2 separate regions of the Mus musculus genome follow, and region 1 is linked to region 2. Evidence: chromatin contacts called from public ChIA-PET data. All regions are on one chromosome and are shown on one strand. Each heading gives the region's core, a stretch centred on a gene start, on an enhancer-like site or on the middle of the called end of the contact. The rest is flanking DNA. Distances are from core to core; before and after follow the strand shown.

What was found. ChIA-PET counts read pairs in DNA pulled down with a chosen protein or histone mark.
Region 1: a contact with region 2 is called in an RNA polymerase II ChIA-PET map of memory CD8 T cells, with 32 read pairs. The contact joins two enhancer-like sites. A contact is called at or near these places in 1 of 15 datasets of contacts at CTCF or cohesin (the NIH/3T3 cell line), 2 of 484 Hi-C or Micro-C datasets (embryonic stem cells and granulocyte-monocyte progenitors) and 1 of 115 datasets of contacts at active chromatin or transcription factors (memory CD8 T cells).

The regions. Positions count from the first base shown.
Region 1 is chr19:58,236,956-58,243,527 of GRCm38.p6, reverse strand. Gfra1 (glial cell line derived neurotrophic factor family receptor alpha 1) reads left to right here. Exons shown (of 11, transcript NM_010279.3): 10 at 4,221-4,274; 11 at 4,982-6,572. The coding sequence ends at 5,137. Among named protein-coding and RNA genes, the nearest start is that of Gm41875, 7.7 kb to the right of the region's middle. Within about 2 kb of position 5,012, at least 12 of the 459 cell types and tissues checked have an H3K27ac peak or open chromatin away from gene starts, as enhancers often do. A contact at or near this core is called in memory CD8 T cells, where this site is marked.
Region 2 is chr19:58,141,199-58,147,984 of GRCm38.p6, reverse strand. No RefSeq gene overlaps it. Among named protein-coding and RNA genes, the nearest start is that of Gm50287, 45 kb to the right of the region's middle. Within about 2 kb of position 3,979, at least 65 of the 459 cell types and tissues checked have an H3K27ac peak or open chromatin away from gene starts, as enhancers often do. A contact at or near this core is called in memory CD8 T cells, where this site is marked.

The DNA of each region.
Region 1 (6,572 bases), core at 3,763-6,262, 95 kb before region 2:
AGTCTGTGTGAGTGTTGGATGTGTGTATGTGTGTGTGTATGCTGTGTGTGTGTGCTGTGTGTATATGTGAGTGGGGGTGTCCCTGTGTGTGTGTGGTATTTGGTGTGTGTATGTGTGGTATATGTGTGTCTGTGTGTGGTATTTGGTGTGTATATGTGTGGTGTGTGTGTGGTGTGTCTGTGTGTGTTATATGTGTGTATGAGAGTGGGGGTGTCTGTGTGAGTGTGGTGGTTGTATATATATATGAGTATGGTGTGTATGTGTGAGTGGGGGTGTCTGTGTGTATCTATGTGTGTATGATATTTGGTGTGTGTGTGTGTTTGTGTGTGTGTGTTTGTGTGTGTGTGTTTGTGTGTATAAGTACTCGGCAATCACTCAACAGTTGTTGAGATGTGTGATTCCCTGCCACTTTACATTTGAATTTATCATAACTGATAGCAAGACTGATTGTTTAATGACCTTTTAAAAAACATTCAGGATGAAAATCAACCAAGCAGAAATAACAGGTTGTTCCTGGGGCTTGTAGAACGGGCTTTAAGACCCAGATTTTCTCCAGGAGGCTCTGGGTCTGTAGTAGCATGTTTCTGATCCTTAGAGGTCACTGGGACTCATGCTGAATACAAGATTCCTAAGCTCGAAGCCAGCCACCGTTCACACCTATGAGCCTCCTTCTGCTCCTCTGCCTGCTGATCACACTTGATCTGTAGCTAATTCCAGGAGCTGCATGGACCCTTTGGCCTGTATCTTCTCAGTCAGGGATTTAAAACATCTCCCATCTGTGTACAGTCCTTTGATTTTTATTACTCAGGGCCACACACTTTACATTGTCCCCTGCTGGATTCGGGTAGATCCTGCAAGACGTCTGTGTTCACCCTATTCACACTCCTGGTGACATCCACAGTACCAGTTTTGTCTATAGGAAGCTTGCTAAGTGTATTCTGAAAGCGGGATTTATAGATTTGCCCTGGCCTGTGGAAAGCCAGGCCTCTTAGTGTGGGCACTGGGAAGGCTACCATGGGAAACCTCTTTAAGTTGGGCAGCATATTCTCACTTGGATTCGGCATTTTGTGTAGTTATGCCCACCAGGATGGCCCTACAGGCTACAGGTTAACTGTTAGAGGTTCATACGATGCTGTTTGGGGAACAGAAGCCCCCAGGTGATACAACCTTGGGGATGCTCTGAGTGTATTTTCCAGAGCCAGTAAATAATCACTGCATCCATTCTTGAGCTGGCAGTTTAGGTGTGGACGTGTTGACCTCCTGGAGAGTTTAGAAACATTTTATTTAGTGTGGGTCCTCAGTGATGGGCCATAGAAGTCTAGCCATATGAATGGGAAACCATGAGGACACCTGGGAAGACAGCAGCCCTTTCTGGTTAGCTACTGGAAGTCCCATCGTAATTATTTAACCAGGGGAACAGTCTCCTCGAGCTGTACCAGGTTCTGTGGTGACAGGGATTCAGTGACGGAACCAAACAAGTGCACTGAGCAAATCCCAGGCTCACTGGTGCTTGTCAGGTGACGGGGAGAGTCAGGCACCCAGCTGTGAACTCTTGGGGGCTGCAACGGTCCCCTGAGGTGCTGCTGCTTTCCTGTGACCACACTACAAAAAAATAAATAAATAAAATAAAAAGCTTAAGGCCACACTGTATCATGGCACAGAGGTCCTTCTGCATCCCCAAACCAGTCAGTGAATGGATTACTTAGCTATGCATAGTCCCTCGGTGGGGATTTTGTTTTTGTAGCTCAAGGCCTAGTGAAGAAAGGGCAGAGTGGAATGATACAGGGCCATTTGGGTGTCTGGGCACAATTCCAGACTTGACTAGGAATAAAACGTGGTGCTCTACACATTATTCTCCGCAGGTAGCGGAGCAGCGGATCGGGGCTTCCTATTATTATAGATTAAAAGTAGGCTTTTGAGTAAGTGTAATTCCGCTTCCAATTTCCCCTCTGATCTTCTTATACATAACATTTAGTGACCTTTGAGCAGCCGGGGATGCTTCACAGTGTCTTGTTCCCGAAGCCTGCTTAAAGGTTTCTACTTCATATTCACTGCTGGCATATGCAAATATAGGTAAAGATTATGATGCTTTCCCAGTAGCATTATGGTCAACAAATTACTCCTCCGGTGAGCCTGCTGTCGTTTTAGCCTCGAATATCTTCCATGAGTCACAGTGGCTCATAGGCAGCCTGCTAATGAATGTCATGCCCTTAGAGCTGGTCGCTCAGGTATCCCGTCAATGCAAAGGTGATGACTGTTTGCCAGGGCTTGCCCTCCTGATAAACAAGCTCCCCATTGGTGTCAAAGGCTACTGTTAGGGTTGAGGGTGGGCGTCATGGGAAGTGGTCTTGTGTGGATTTTCGGGAGGACAGTGTTGGTATTCTGTCTGGGCTCCACCCCCACAGTTACCTGGCAACAGCCAGGTTTGCTCCTCCCCACAGTTACCTGGCAACAACCAGTTAGGCCTGGCCCACTATAAAAGGGGCTCTCTTACTCCTGATTTTCTCCCTTGCCTCTTGCTCCTCCTCCCCATTCCCTTCTCCCCTCTTTCCACATGGTCATGGCCAGCCTCTACTTCTCTCCTCTCTCCTTCTCTCTGCCTTTCTCTCTGTCTCTACTACTCTCTTAACTTCCCCTCCCCATGCCCTAAATAAACTCTAGTTTATGCTATACCGTCATGTGGCTGGTCCCTCAGGGGAAAGGGATGCCTTGGCATGGGCCCGCTGAGACATCCTCTTCCCCCATACCTCACCACACCCCCATAGAACATACCCTTATATCCCTTTATCTTTTCATAATCACAACAGGCAGAGACTGAAAAACGACTTTGACCCACAAGCACATCAGCCGTTTTAACTTCTCTGGGCTTAACTTGTCCATGTTTGTAAAACAAGTGTTGTACTGACTGGGTAGCTTTCAAAGTCTGTTCTTTGTAATTGTCCGAGTATTGGAAATGCCCCTTCCACTTCATCCTCAGGCATAAGCCCAATGGCAGAGTTGATCCAGCTAAGAAGAAAAGAGCTTTAGGCCTTCACTGCTCAGCTTCTAGCAACTATCTTGGAGTCAGTTTTTTAATTTTGGGGTATCTTAGTTATTGTTACATTTTGCTCTGAAGAGCCAACATGTCCAAAGGGAGACAGCTATGGCACTGGAGCAGTGGCTGAAAACTCTACATCCTGATCTGCAGACACACAGAGAGAAACAGACAATAGACACACACACACAAACACACACACACACACACACACACACACAGAGACAGATAGACAGACAGACAGACAGAGACAGAGACAGACAGTGAGAGACACAGAGTCAGAGAGTTCTTGTGTGGGCTTTTGAAACCTCAAAACCCACCTCTACTGACACACCTCCTCCAACAAGGCCACACCACCTAATCCTTCCTAAACAGTTCACCATCTAGGAACCAAACTTTAGACTGTGGAGGCCATTCTTACTCAAACCACCACAGGGTCTGTAGGGCTCTATGCTTCCTGGAGGGTATCCATCTGAGAGTCTCTCCGTGTGCTCTGACTCCAAACATGGAATATTTTGCCAGGAAACAAGAAGCCCCATGAGCCCAGGGACTGAGTTCTTTCAGTTTCCCTGCCCCCATACCCACCGTTAGGAACCATTAAGAGCTCCTCGCTGGCTGTTTGTTGACTGGGGTGGGGCATTGACAAATCAGCAAAGGAATGGGTTTCCGGGGGTCTCTACATACTAATACGCAGGCATGTCTGTTGTGATGTTTGAAAGTAGCACTTTCCCCAAATTAACACCCAGAAAGATAAATGAGTCACCCCTTCAAAGCTCTTTCTTCAGTGTCCTGCCCCTTCCTGTACCATCCCTGAGACAGCTACCAGTGACAGGTAGCTGCTGAGCTCTGAATTAGGGCATCCCTGAACAGAGACCTGCAGGGTCAGAGAGTGTATTTTGAAGACCTGAGAAGAAAGAATGCCAAATATCTCATTAATTTCTTATATTGATTCCATGTTCAAATGATAATACAGTTGGTTAAATAAAATATATAATTAAAATTAACCTTATCTGCTACCTCTTTATTAGGCAGCCACTTGAATGTTGTAAATTACAGTTGGGGCTCACAGTTGGGGCTCCTATATTTATCATCTGGCCCTGCCCTAGACTGTTGATTAATGGATCATAATTAATTACTCTTCCCTATTATGTCTGAGTGCTTTTTTTCCTCCTTTGTCTCTCTCCAGGCACAGAAGCTGAAATCCAATGTATCGGGCAGTACACATCTCTGTCTTTCTGATGTAAGTGACATTTCTTTTTGTGTTTCTTTATAGGGACATAGGCTTTGGAAATGGGTATATAATATATAATATTTGAAGACCAATAGTGTCTTGGATCCAGAAAAGTTCTCATCAGCCTCTGTATTGACTACCTTTGAATTAAGATTCACTGCAAAGTCAGAACTAAAGTCAGCCTCAGCTCTAAGCCCATTGTTCCATGCTAGGAAACTCTGAGATCCTATGAAACCTCTTGTGGGTTGGCTAGGGATTCAGAAAAAAGGCTCTGGCAACCATCTGTCCTTGACATTCATTTTGATCCACCTGTGTCTCCATGGGCTACACTTCCCCAGACTCGTCTTCCTGCTTTCCTTGCCCAGTGGGGGGAGAGTCAGAAGGAAGCCAGGAGGTAATAGCTATTAGGTGGTCTAGAAAAAGACATAAAGGCAGTGACCCCTGGGTTTAAACATTTCCCATCAGAAAGAATGTATCACAGATCAAACAGCAAACATTGGCTAGCAGTTGATCCAAAGGATCCATCCACATCTTACGAACGTTCATGGTCCCATCTCAGAACTAAAAGTTAGCCAGTTCAGTCTCAGTGGTTAACACTCAGGCCAGCTTGTTGGGAAGGAGCTATCAGGGAAGTAGGGTTAGAGAACACGGGTAAAATCCAACCTGAGGAAGTGGGCATGTGCTGTGGGTGATAATGAAAACATTGTTTCTTACAGAATGATTACGGAAAGGATGGTCTCGCTGGTGCCTCCAGCCACATAACCACAAAATCAATGGCTGCTCCTCCCAGCTGCGGTCTGAGCTCACTGCCGGTGATGGTGTTCACCGCTCTGGCTGCCCTGTTGTCTGTATCATTGGCAGAAACATCGTAGCTGCATCCAGTATGAAAAGACAAAAGAAAACCAAGTATTCTGTCCCCTGTCCTCTTGTATATCTGAAAATCCAGTTTTAAAAGCTCGGTTGAGAAGCAGTTTCACCCAGCGGGAACTCCTTTGTTGTTTTTAAGAAAGCTTTTTGCCGCCCTCACAGGCTTCTGTTGAAGAACTGCTACAGGGCTAATTCCAAACTCAGAAAACTCTGGGGCATGGTGTGGCTTCAGGGGACTGTTTGTAACCTGGACTGTAAAGCAAGCTGAGCTTATGTTTTTGATGGTGATGGTGGTGGTGATGATGAAGATGATAGTTTTAACAGCTTGAACCCTGTTCTCTCTACTGGCTAGGAGGAGGAGATGCTATTGATAGAGATTCTTCCGGATCTTATTTAATAGCGTTGGATTCTAAAGACATGACTGCAGCCTAGTGTGGATGGATGACAATTGGGGGTTGGCCTCAAGAGTGGACTTTGCAGACTCTATCTTGTACTAACGTTCACCGTTCTATGTATGCTCTCCACAGAGTGTTTATGTGATCCCCAACAAAACAAAAAAGTCCCTGGTCACATCCAGATGTAGAAGCTACCATTTAGCCCAGTAGAGGAGAGTGGGTGTGGTCCTTGCACAGCACCCGGGATTGTTCACTGGTGCGCTCTCCTGAGCTTTGCTTGAGTGAGAAGCTGAATGTAGCTGAAGATCAACTCTTACCACTTCTTACACTTACGAGGTCACATGTAGAACAAGCATTACCAACTGTCAGCTCTCCAACTGTTAGCTTTCTACATTTTGAAGGCAGCGATACCGGTCCCATGTTTTAATGATGGTTTAATACACACAGCCCTTGCCCCTCATCAGTAATACTAGCTCCAGCATCAACTTCATGCATATGGCTCTCATTAAAAGCAGGCCCCCAAGAAGCCCAGTGCTTTAGCAGAAAGCCACATCACATTTCTGTGGACAGGCAGGATGAAATAGAGCAGCCAGCCCATGTCTCATCTGTCTTGAGATCAAGGCTGCCTATATGTAAGGAATGGTTAGATACTTGTAAAGGGTGCCACAGTAGACAGCGCTTCTGGCAGTTGATATAGCCCCAGTACATGGGTTTTCATGTTGTCTGGCAGAGACAGCTTGGATTAGGACTGGCTGGGATGGAGATATGCTGCCCTCTCTTTCACAGTTGAGTCCTGCCAGGGCACATGGAAGTTTCTTTGCTTTTGACCACAACTTAGAACAGTTTGGATTCAAGGTCACCAAGTATCTCCTGTATTTTGCTCTGTGTCCTTCATGACAGACTGTCACACACAAAAGGAATGGTAGGTTATGGATCTAGAGGGCCAGCACAGGGTCTGGGAAGGTGAACTGAATGGCACAAGTACACAGAGCAGGAGGGGACGCTCGAGAAAAGACACACACACCATCTCCTGGAGCCCTCCTCC
Region 2 (6,786 bases), core at 2,730-5,229:
AGAGAAGGCTTTGCCATTCCTATGGATCTGACACACTGGGTCTCAGACATAGCCGTTCCCATGTCAATAGTACACACTCTCTCAGGGTTTCCTTAGGCCCCCAGGAGTTTCCAGTAGTAGGATGCATTCAGTGTCTTATGAGAACATCTAAAGCTCTTCTCAACCTGTGGGTTGAGACCCTTCAGTGGTCCAACAACCTTTCCCAGGGGTCACCTGAGACCATCTGCATATCGGATGCTTATGTTATGGTTCCTAACAGTAGTAAAGTTACAGGTATGAAGTAGCAACCATAAAAGTACGGTTGGGGTTCACCTCGACATGGGGAACTGTATTAAAGGGTCACAGCGTTAGGAAGTTTGAGAACCACTGATCTAAAGAAAAGGCCAGATGGTCTCTTCCTTCATTTATTTGTATAAAGTCATGTGAGCAGGTGAAACCTTGCATCAAGGCAGTCATCCTGTGAACAAGAACAAACGTGAGAATCAAAGAAGCAGGGTTCCGATAACCCAAGACTCCTTATGGCAGAATTTTAAAAACTTACACCTTTTTGCGTGTTTATTTGTGTGTGTGTGTGTGTGTGTGTGTGTGTGTGTGTGTGTGTGTATGGTACGCCATGGTATATGTGTGTGGAGGTGAGAGTGTAACTTGCAGGAGTTGGTCTTTCTGTTTTGTATGTCCTGGGGATTGAACTCAAAGAGTCAGGCTTGGTGGAACCATCTTTATCCATTGAGACATTTCAACATTCCACGTTTTTGTTGTTGTTGTTGTTTGTTTTGTTTTGTTGCTGTTGTTAAGTGACCTCTAAATTCCTTACGATTATTCCTCTGTTGCTCAGGATTTCCAATGTTGACAGCTAAATACACCCTAAATAATGAAACAGAACAGAGGTAAGGGACAGGCAGCTGTAGTTTAGGTGCAATACCAGAAGTATCTGAGGACCCACCAGCCCTTCACAGTGAGGAGATGCCCATCTGAAGCCATGTGAGCTGCTTCACTGTTGTGTTAACTCTGTGATGCAGGGGAGGTAGCAAGATTAACATACATAGGGAAAAACCAAACCAAACCAAACCAAACCAAACCAAACCAAACCAAACCAAACTGAAAAACAAACACCAGGAGCCTTACCCACCTGGCTTCATGCAGCAAGCAGAGATGTTCTATGAAAGGCTGTGCTCCTGAGTGGGAGGGAAGATACATGGTAAGTGACTCTATCTATAAAGATGTACCACGTGTCTCTCCTGAGCACTGGTCTACACCCATCCTCAAGATTGTCTTTCTCTTACGTAAAATGAACTGTCTTTGTTTCTGTCACTAACTAGGTGCCCCTGGTACAATCTTTGTCTGGAGACCCAAGAACCTGGAAACTTTAGATGGCACCACACGGCTCTGATCTGTGCTTATAGCAACAGTGGGCCTGCACTTCTCATCCCCGGCTTTGTGACAGCCTGCAAATGTCCTTAATCATCTTTATACTCCACAGACTCAAGTCTCTTTAAGAAGAATTGATTAAATGCTATCACAGGGATTCGGCTTCAACTGCTCTGGTTGGAGTGCTGGGGCACATGGCTCAGGTGTGCAGTCCCTCCTCTTACAGACACGATGTTCCCCCTTTGCAGCCAGAGTACTTCACGCCAGTTACACCACAGGTCTGAAGGAGCCTTGCCAAGTGAAGGGGGCTCCTTGGCTCCCTGTACTGCTGCTACCATCAGCCACAGGATTAATTATTCCTCTGGGCGACTTTAGCTGTTCTAAAGAAAATCCCAGGCAAACAGAACACACCTATTCTTCTTCTAGAAATGTTTGTTTGAATTCCCTCACTCATATCAGACTTAATTATGCAATAACTTAGCAATACCCAGACATCTGCCATTTCTGAGCATATCTGAAAGGCAAAGATTGCAATGCCTTGTGTGGTCTCAGGAGCAGCAGGGATCTTCTCTGGGCTGATGGGGGCAAGTATGGAGGATAAAAAAGGGGGTGGGTACCCCTCCATGTGGATGATGGAGAATTCAAAGTATGTCAAATGGCTGAAGGTAAGATCTTGGCTCATTTCACAATCTAGACTTTAGGGACTATGCTGATTTTCACATAAATAATTCCTGGAGAAGTCACTTCCCATTGGGCCGTGGTTAAAGCATGCCTGCAGCACTGATCTGCTCTATGACTTTTAATCTGGATGGCTACTAATTTGTCTGACAACTCCCCTACCAGCCTCGCTGCCCTCCTGTTCTCTGAGTCAGCATGCTGGCTCTTGGCGGCGCCTACATCATACAGAGCTGTCACCACCATCAAACAGCAGGCCCTCAGGGCTCATGCTCACCAGTAAAGCAATAAGCACTTGTTGGAGTGTTAGCGAGGCCCCGTTGCAGCACCGGTAAATTAATTTTAGAGATGTATCTAGGTCAATGTATCTGTGCACCGCATACAAACACATCAGCCAGTTACCTGTGTTTGCGAATTTGTAAAAGGTTAAAGCCTTCCCTGGTAGTGACTTACCCTTTAGCTAAGTCCCAGATGGAAAAAAAATGGTTACATTCTGCTTCATGGTAACAACTGCAAGATCCACCACACACACACACACACACACACACAGAGAGAGAGAGAGAGAGAGAGAGAGAGAGAGAGAGAGAGAGAGAGAGATTCTGAGAGCTGGACACCACAAACATAGTTAATAATAGTTTTAGGAGCCAGAGTTTAAAAGGCATTAGCATTCCCGACTCCACACCCCATATAACTAGCAGGGCTGATTCAGGATCTTTGATGACCAATAATCCATGAATTTTCTACATCTACTTCTCTATTCTAAGTAAAGAATGTATTTCATAAGGTTCTTTTAGAGGTTAAAACAGCATAGTGAAACAGTTAAACAAAGTTATCCTGATGGCTGGAAGTTAAGCCCCACTAAGAAATAAAGTAAAAACCCAGGATATGGGGAGCTGCAAACGAAATACATTTGATGTGTCTATGAGATTTCTCTGTTAGGAAGGAAGGCGGCAACACAGAGCGTCTGCTTCACTCTCTGTTGGTATGCTGTGCGGCCCACCTCAGTGCCATTGAGAGGGTCCCAAGTACAGACTGAAGCCTTGTGAATGTGGCAGTGTCTTTAGCTGAAGCGAGCTGACAGGTTTTATTCAGCTCATGAGAGTTGCTCTTATGGATATGGGAGGCCAAGTCAGACAAGCACAATACCATCATCACTAGGTATAGACCCAGGCAGATGGAGCTACCTACACCCTGAATCCTACACAGAGATAAGCCAGGCCTGGTGACAAGTACCAGTAATTCTAGAGCTGGGAATACCAGACAAGCAGACGTTTAGCACTCAATGGCCAGCAAGCCTAGCCTACTTGGCGAATTCCAGCGAGAAGCCAGTATGGGTGTGTCTACAAATAATATGGTGGAAGGTGACTGAGGAAGACACCCAACGTTGACCTCTAGCATTCACGTACCTGAGCACATGCTTAGGCACATACACACACACACACACACACACACACACACACACACACACATACACACACACACACACGAGAGAGATAGGGGGGGAGAGGGGAGAGGGGAGGGGGAGGGAGAGGGAGGGAGAGGGGGAGGGAGAGGGAGAGGAGGAGGGAGAGGGAGGGGAGAGAGCGCTAGCTGACTACCATGTTCTCTGGCATCATGGGATCTGCCTAAAGAATAGGCGCTCAGATAGTGTTTGTATTGCCTTGCCAGTAATCCAGAAGGCAACCTGTACCTCTCCCAGCAGCCTGTGGTATGATGTGATGTGGTGCAAATGTCCCGAGGCACCCACGATACACTGGGGCTTTGCTCCTCCAAAGCTGAGAGATGAGGTAAGGCAACTGGACCATCTATGCTTAACAACATGATGTAGGCAGAGTAGTAAAGCAGATAGAGGGTCTCTGCAACAGTTCCATCCCCCGTGAACTTCTGCTCTGCGTTGAGCTCCGAGTCTAGAGATGTGTAAGTCCCAGCTGAGCAGGATATGAACAGTGTGACCACATCCTGTTAGTGTGGGACTTGTAATTGCCAGAGCTGCTTTCTACTCTGTCACTTGCTCAATGATCCAATGAGATTAGATCTGATGTTACTGCTGATAACCATTGTGATGAAGCAGGCTGGGCATCTGGACATCTTAGGGTTGCTTGGAGCTGAAGAATTGAGCTTGTCCCCTTGTTATGGGGGAGCCAGGACTAGTGAAAAAGACTAAAAATGGCCCCCACAGGCTCGTACATTTGAGTGCTTGGTCCCTGGTTGGTGGAACTGCTTGGGAAGAACTAGAATGATTGGTTTGTCTGAAGAGGTGTGTCAATTGGGTGGGCTTGAAGGTTGCAAAAGCAGATGTCATTTCCAATTCTCTCCCTCTCCCTCTCCCTCTCCCTCTCCCTCTCCCTCTCCCTCTCCCTCTCCCTCTCCCTCTCCCTCTCCCTCTCCCTCTCCCTCTCCCTCTCCCTCTCCCTCTCCCTCTCCCTCTCCCTCTCCCTCTCCCTCTCCCTCTCTCTCTCTCTCTCTCTCCCCTCCCTTCAACTTGTGGATAAGACAGAAGTAAGCTCTAAGCTACTGCTCCAGGACCATGCCTGCCTCCTGCCATACTCCCTGCCGTGGCTGTTGTGGACTCACCCTCTGAAATGTAAGCAAGTCCCCAATTAAATGTTTTCATTATTAGCTGCTTTGATCATGATGTGTCTTCACAGCAATGGAAAAGTAACAAAAACATTACTTATTAAGTATGGGAAAGTATGACTTTGACTGAAACTGTCCCTGTCATTGGGACATCTACTTAGAGGACAGTGGCCAAAGTTGATGACATTTTCCTTCCATAGTGTGAAAGGTCTGTTTGGCAAGCATTTCATATCTGCCTCTTGGTTGCCATGCAAGCTTAGGCTTCTCTTAGTGAGAATTTTGGTTTCTTTAAAAACACAGAAATATTATAAGAATGTGTTTTCATTTTAAATCCAGGTGTGGGCTATGGAGCTGCTTCAGATTACCCATAGCAGTTGACTCTGATTTGCCTCGTGCTCTAGCAGGGGTGTGGTTTTGCCAGCCAGCTGCAGATAGTTTCTGAGATTGTCAAGTTTGGAATTCTGGGGACTTTTCACAGTATATATAAATGCTAGGGCCCTGATAGAAGGGACTGTTGGCCAGTTGGTGGTTGGTTGCAGTTGGTTGCAGTTTGTTAAGTAGCCATGCACAAAGAAGAAACAACAAGGAGAAATTAGATATCCTGATGGTGAAGATCTAACTTGCTCCTAGGAATTCAATGCTCCTAATCAGCAGGAAGTAGTCTGTCAATATCGAAACCCTCTTTCTGTTCTATCCTTTTTCCTTTCCTGCCTACTGTTAGGGGGTTGAAAGGGTGGAAGAAGGGGGTAGAGAAGGGTGGAAGAAAAAAAGAACCCACCAAGTACTCAAAAATAGCCTCAAATTAGAAGGCAATAGCATTTGCCAGGACAAAAGCAAGTCCTAATGGAACTTATCCCAGGGGGTGTAGTGACTACACAGCTAAGAGCTGCCAGGACCAGTTCATGTCCCCCAAGGCCATTATGTCACATGACCAGGAATGGCTGGGTGAAGTGCATCAGCTGTGTTATGAATGGACTCCATTTTTTGGAAGATCAACGTAGGCAGCATAAAGGAAGGAAATACCTGGGTAAAGTTCTCCAAAGTTGTTTCTTGTCCGTTTTGAGAACAGCAGCTTGTGTTCCCTCATCCACCATTCAGAGGCTACACATCAATGTATGGAAGTAAATGGGCCCACACTGTTGTGTGTGTAGTTGATGCTTCAGGCTGGTCAGTCAGCACAGTGAAAGGTGAACTTCTGTTGCCCTAAATAAAGAATTAACCAGGGCCTTTATCAAAACCACAGAGCCCCACACTACTCTACCTGATTTAGGAACAGTTGGCTTCTGGCGTGCCTCATTAGCACAGGCAGACCATGACATGTGTCCTTGTAAAAGTTTATTTTCAAACATTTATAACTCCTGCAGAGACCTTCAGGTGGGTATTTATCAATTAAAATTTAGGTAACAGTGAGGTGTGACAGCTCATGGCTATAAGCTCAGGAGTCAGTCTGTGTTCTATGAGATCCTGTGTCAAAAAAAAAAAAGGAATAAACAAACACATAAAAATAAAAAGCACAGGCATTAATACTGTCCATGTTACCCAGTCTACCTTCTAGGCCCCGCCCACCAAAGCCAGAAAACCACCTTGGAGGCCACAATCTTGTGGGACCTGGAGACTCTACTCTGTGGTCTGTTCAGAGTTGCAGAGTATCTGGTGCTGCGTTTCAGTCATAGCTCCTCCATCCCAAGTTGCTCCTAAGGAGTCCCCAGTTGGGACGCCCTATCCCTCACCGTCCAATATCGTCTTAGGACTTGTCAACATGAAAATTCTTACTGACTTTCTAGATCAGAAACAACAAGAGGGCCCAGGCTTTGCTTAACAAGTAACCCTGTGCTGTAGTTCACTCTGATAGATGCCGTTGTTTAAGAAACTGTTTTATGAAAAATAAAAAGCCTATTTTCCCACTTACTTGGAAATGAAACAGTAAGGTTTTGAGTGGTGAGACTTCTGGGATATTTGCTGAGATTTTTCTATATTCAGGATAAAGAGATGGAGGAGGGGGGACCGCCTCGATTTCACATAACTGGCTTATGTAAAGTCACGTTGATTGGAGAACATGACAATGAGACTAGACCTGGTCATTAGCTAAGAATGACTGTGACTGTAACCTTAGCACGTTGAATATGATGTCTGAAGGTAAAGTCACCTAGTGATATCACCTTTTTA